Regions from separate parts of the Oryctolagus cuniculus genome. Here region 1 is linked to region 2. The links are chromatin contacts, called in public Hi-C maps. All regions are on one chromosome and are shown on one strand. The core of a region is the stretch at or near the end of the contact, and the rest is flanking DNA. Distances in the headings are between cores, read along the strand shown. Region 1 overlaps STARD13 (StAR related lipid transfer domain containing 13). Region 2 has its middle 45 kb from the start of STARD13.

Evidence for each region. Hi-C and Micro-C count contacts between places; a contact is called where the count stands out from the background.
Region 1: a Hi-C map of skin fibroblasts shows a contact between it and region 2, with 2.4 times the contacts expected there. The contact joins two enhancer-like sites. A contact is called at or near these places in 3 of 6 Hi-C or Micro-C datasets (embryonic fibroblasts, skin fibroblasts and an unstated tissue).

The regions. Positions count from the first base shown.
Region 1 is chr9:80,995,471-80,998,509 of mOryCun1.1, forward strand. All of the region lies in intron 3 of STARD13 (StAR related lipid transfer domain containing 13), which reads left to right. Among named protein-coding and RNA genes, the nearest start is that of KL, 250 kb to the right of the region's middle. Within about 2 kb of position 1,646, at least 3 of the 8 cell types and tissues checked have an H3K27ac peak or open chromatin away from gene starts, as enhancers often do.
Region 2 is chr9:80,505,983-80,508,870 of mOryCun1.1, forward strand. No RefSeq gene overlaps it. Among named protein-coding and RNA genes, the nearest start is that of STARD13, 45 kb to the right of the region's middle. Within about 2 kb of position 1,454, at least 1 of the 8 cell types and tissues checked has an H3K27ac peak or open chromatin away from gene starts, as enhancers often do.

The sequences.
Region 1 (3,039 bases), core at 396-2,895, 490 kb after region 2:
TTGGAGAATGAACCAGTGGATGGGAGCTTTCTCTCCCCGTCTCTCTCTCTCTCTCTCTCTCTCTCTCTCTCTCTCTCTCTGTGTTTATCTCTGTCCCTGTCTCTCTCTGTGTGTGCATACTTGCATGTGTGTCTGTGCCTCTCAAAAAATAAAGTTTCAAGTATAATAAAACTGGGATGGTAGATCACCCTACATTATGGCCCAATTTAAGCTCAGTCTCTTTCAAAATTATTGCCCCAACCTCTCCAGTCGAAACTAAGTATTATTTTCTCTTTTCCTACAGCATTCTGATTATGTCCCTATCTTAGTCCTTGCTGGGTATTAGAATTTATTCCCTGCGTCTCAGCTTCCTTCAGCAGATTCTTAGTGTCTTACATTGTGCTGTGAGATACATCGTCTACAGTGTCTTTTGGCATGCTTTGTACTTCAGGGGCACTTAAGAATACTTTCCATGAACTGGAGACATTAATCACTTGAGTACAAATGAGAAAGGCCAACTTTAGGCGTCATAATGGACTAAATAAACAGTGTTTTCAAAGGGATAATGTGATTCTCTGATGAATCAATGTAAAGATAACAGGAAATCAGCAGAGATTTCAACAAAAGAGAATTCCATGCATCAAAAAGCAGCCCCGACCGGAAGGAAGGATGATGAAAAAAGCGGGTATAGATTGCAAAAGGAAATTTTGAAATCTCTACTCTGAAAATCACTAAACATCATCCGAGCATCCATGGATCTTGCTTTAAGACGAAGATTTCCTGAAATAAGGGGCTGGGATAAAGTAATGTTGGAGACAGTGTTCAGGCCAGCCGCCTCCAGGAAACACAGCCAGCCAGGATGAGTGTTTGCCGTATTTCCAACAGAGGGGCCACACCCACTTTGCCTTTTAACCAAGGTAAGATGCGCACGTCCTGACTTCTTCCTGTCCAAGCTGAGATTGTTTGGGTTTGGAAGTCAGGAGCCGGGCAGGGAAGCTAACTGGTAGCAGAGGGGATGATGTTCTATTCTATTGTACTCGGAGCTGCTGACTTTTCCCATACAGGACTGATGTGAGGACACACAGACTCAGTGAATTACCATTTGCCTGTTTTTCATTGAAGAACGACAGCTCCAGTCGCCTCCTTCAACCCCACGTGGACTGACCATCTGCTCACGATAATTGCAAATTCACTTCCAGGGCTCATAAAGTCCCCCTGTGTTCTTGCACGTCTTTGAAATGCCTCAGGCGACTGCTCTTCTCTCCGATGGTGCAGCCGGGGCAGCCACAACAGCTGTGGGACTCACTGGGGTTTGTCTCTGCTCTGTTTCTGGCAGCAGGCACCAACCGCCCAACCGCTCTCCAAAAAGCCTGCAAATTGTAAACCCATTAAGGCTTAACTCCTAGGGGACAACAAAGAGAACTGCCTTTGAATGTGGGCTCTGTGTGGGTCACAGAGGCTTCTGGCACTGGGCTTGTCCTCAGGGCCAGGGTGAGCTGGAGGGAAAGTTACAAGCTTTGGAGGGGAATATTTTCACAGGTTTTCCAAACAAAGGGCTCTTTCTTCCAATCCCTTCCAACTCTTTTCTGATTGCTAATTAACCAAACCCAGTGGAAAACAGGCCATTTCTGCAAATAGACTGGCAGTAGTGTTTGTGTGTGTGTGTGTGTGTACATACACACACACGTGTGCATGCACGGTGCCACTGATGAGAGTTTTAATGGTATCAATGTTTTTGTTTGGTTGAGGAGGCAATGAAATGAAACCCTGTCCTACATTTTGCAAGATGGCAGGGGGACTGTCACTGGGGGTCTTGTCTCTTCACTTTCCGGGTGCTCACACGCGCCATCTTACAGCTGTCTTTGCATATCAAACATGGGACGTGTTTTGCTTGAACCCCCCTCTTTGCCTGTGAGAACTGCTCCAATTTTGACCCCAAAGTCTGTTTTTGGCCGCCTCCTCTCAGGGTTCTGGCCATATCTCATCTGGCTTCCCTTGTTTACAGCCATCAAGTCGCTATTTAGGAAGCCTTCTCAGCCCATCTGTCTTAAATTACTGTGTTGTTTACTTTCCCACCCAGGAACTTCTCTTCTGTTAGTTGTGTGCCTTTTGTATTTGTTATGCATTGGGAGAACTGGAAGCCGCTTTTCTCAGAAGCACATGCAGGCTGCTGGCAATTTTATTCCGGCAGCTTCACCACTTAGTGCATTCTTCCACCCTGGCAAAGCCTGCCAGGGCCTAGTAGCCTTTTGGACTTGCTGCTGGAGCTTTCAAAACCCTGCTTCTTTTAACATTGCTTATGTTATAGGTTAGTTGTGTACATTTTACAATACGGTATCTTGTACTTTTGAAAGAGTATTGCATTTTATTTATTTTATCCAGAGGGTAGCACTAATGTGGGGTTCCCTATCAATTCGACCTCAGCCTTACTGATGTTTAATCAATATTTCTTATTTGTTTTAGTTCTACCTTTCTGGTTATGAGACTATGATGGGGGGAAAAAAAGCTCTTCACAGGCCTCTAGTGGTCATGTTCTGGAACTGCAAAAATCTTCTATTCAAGGGTACAAAGCTGTGGTGTGACCCATATAGAAATTAGGTAATCACAAAAATATGTTCTTTACTGGGTAGTTAATTTAAATATAAATAGTGTGTTTGGGGGCAAGGAAAATAAGAACAATGATGAAATCAAACTCTTGGTTGACCTTACAAAGAGCAATATCACGTTGTCAGCTCTCTGCTGTCAACTGAACAGAGTTGTTTTAAAAAGTCCTTATTTTATAATATCAGCTCTATTTTAATTTCAGGTAATAATGTTACTTCACCTTTCATTCATTTTTAATCAATAATATTTATCAAGAATTCAGAGTGGCTTCTATTTTAATAGATTCGTCATTAAAAAGAAGAAACTGTCAGTTTAACTGTTTCCTCTCAAAGAAGCTACAGACAATCTGCCTCTGTGAAGAACTAGGTGGGGGTGGAATGTCCAGAGGCAGCCCCAAGCTTCTCCGGTTGGGAATCCACCAGAGTTCTCTCCCAGCCTCCAGTGATTTTCCGTGAG
Region 2 (2,888 bases), core at 204-2,703:
AGTATATATATGAGGGTGCTTCAAACAGCTCATAGAAAATTGAATTAATAGATAAGTTTATTTTGGTACAAATTTGAAATCCATAAATAATATGCATTTCCATGAATGTTTTGAAGACTGCCCTCATATGAATCTACAGCTCTGCTTGGAGAAAACAAATATTTTAACCAGGCTCACATAGAACTGCCAGAGGTTTTATTTAAAAAAAAACTTTAATAGGCAAATACATGGTTCAAAAGCTACCTTTCTGAATACAAAAGAATTTTCAGAAAAAAAATGCTCAATCATAATAGCATCAACATTTTGTAATGAGAATTTGATGCTAACCTTTCTCCTGTGATATTTAGTAAAGCCTTGTGCTTACCCAAGTTTTATCAATGTTTATTTCTGTGCTTCCATTTTCCAGCCACATTTGATATTGTAAAAATTATATAGTTTGATAGGAGATAATTGTTGACTGATAGTGAACCGATGGTTTTTTTTAAGAAGTGGTAGTGGCTGCTGACACAACCAGCCCTCCCTCTCCACAACTTCTTCATTTATAGGTTCGAACAATGCAGACTGAAAATATTCAGAAAAAGAAAGATTGCTCCTGGGCTATGTAGAGATCTCTCTTTTTCTAGACACTATTTCCTAAACACAACATAACACTATTTACAAAGCATTTACCTTGTGTTATTACATATAATCTGGAAATGATTTAAAATATACAGGAGTTATAGTTTCTATGCAAATGAGGGACTTGAGCATCCTTAGATTTTGGTACCCACAGAAAGTCCCAGCACCAATTGCCCATGGACACCACAGGATGACTGTAGTTTTTCCAGGGGAAGGAATTTGAGGCCTAGTCCTACACCCTAAACCACCTTTCTGCCAAGCTTTTGTCCTGCTGAAGAAGAAAATTCTCCTAGAAGCAAAACACAAGGTGGTGCTGTTGTATTTATGGTAAACTAGGTGGCAGCCTGGCCATTTCAGCTATCTGTAGGTTTCATCTGAAAGTGTTAAATATGTGCCAAAGGCAGGAAGGAACAGGCTTTGCATATATGAATGTTCTCAGTGTAGCCATCCTTTCAGATAAGGAGCGCTAAGCAGAACCAAGGAGGAGGAAAGTCAATTTCTTCCTTACCTGGAAGGCTTGAGGGGAAACCTTCTTAACAAAGGAAAGTGAAAGTCTCTAGAAAGGGGTTTCTTTTGTTGTTAAATCCTAGGAACTTGGGAAGTTCAGGATAGAAGAGATACAAAGGAATCACCTGGCCTATTTCCCTATCTGCAGACTGGTTTTAATTTATAAATTGTAAGTCAGCCAAGCCTTTCTCTTGGTTATCAGGTTTTCCAAGAAAGGCAATAACAACTACTCCAAGACAAATCAACAGTCTTCTTACTCTGAATGCGAGAGGAATAGAAAAGCTTTGGTCAGCTCCCGGGGCCCAGTGAGAAGTTTGAAGGGAGTAGAGCCCAGGGCGCTGAATTCTCCTCCTTCGTCTGCTTGGCTGGGACCAGATAGGACCCAGACTGCACATCTGCCCAGCAAGACTTGGGATTAATATCAGTGGTGTCCTCCTGGGATCGGATCACAAAACCACCTGGGAAGCTTTTAGAAAATACAGATTCCAGGGCCTCCTTCATAAATTTATTGAGTTAGAAAATTCTGGACAGGGCCTGGAAATGGTGTTAATAAAAATTCAAATGAGTATTTTCTCCGGAAAACTTTTTCCCTAACTGATGATATGAAAATGAGGTATGAATTTGTAGGCAATCAGCCCAGCAACAGATCTAAGAACTGGTGCGTAGGTACTACCAGATTAGCAAGCTCTCAAATTCCATCTGCATCCTTAGCACAAAGAAAGTGAAAAAATGAAAGTGAATTCTCGGGGCCAGCGCTGTGGCATAGCAGGTAAAGCCGCCGCCTGCAGTGCCGGCGTCCCATGGGGTGCCGATTCGAGACCTGGCTGCTCCACTTCCGATCCAGCTCTCTGCTATGGCCTGGGAAAGCAGTGGAAGATGGCTCAAGTCCTTGGGCCCCTGCACCCACTTGGGAGACCCGGAAGAAGCTCCTGGCTTCGGATTGGCGCAGCTCTGGCCGATGTGGCTCTCTGGGGGAAGTGAACCAGTGGATGGAAGACCTTTCTCTCTCTCTCTTTCTCTCTCTGTATAATTCTGACTTTCAAGTAAATAAATACATCTTTTAAAAAAATGAAAGTGAATTATCCTGGGTTAATATTTATTTATTTTTATTTGAAAGACACAATTACAGATAGAGGGAGGGAAAGAGAGAGAGAGAGAGAGGGAGAGCACTTTCATCCTCTGGCTCACTCCCCAAAAGGCCACAATGGTTGGGGCTGGGCCAAGCCAAAGCCAGGAGCCAGGAGCTTCTGAGTCTTCCACATGGGTGCAGGGGCCCAAGTACTTGGGCCATCTTCTGCCACTTTCCCAGGCACATTAGCAGGGAGCTGAACTGGAAGTGAAGCAGCCAGGACTCAAACTAGCAGCACTCCAATAACGGATGTCAATGTTGCAACTGGCAGCCTAACCCACTGTGCTATACCAGTCCCTATTGAATTATATTTCCAACACTTTGAGAAATCTGAAAGGATCTATAATCAAACATTGTCTACACTTTCCGAGCCCCTGAAATTAAGAAGTCCAGAACCATCATTGTAGTAAATATAAATATATATACATATTAGTAACAGTAATAATAGTAATTATATCCAGTCTGATGCCTATATACTGTTTTACTTTTCTTTAACTCTATGAATTGATTGGCAGTTGTGAAAATAGTGTTTTGGCCATTTCAGTTTTTATTCTTATAAAACTGGAAAAGTTAAACTACTTAAATACTTTGTATATAAGTAAGTCAGTCACACATTGACAAATTAAATTGTACA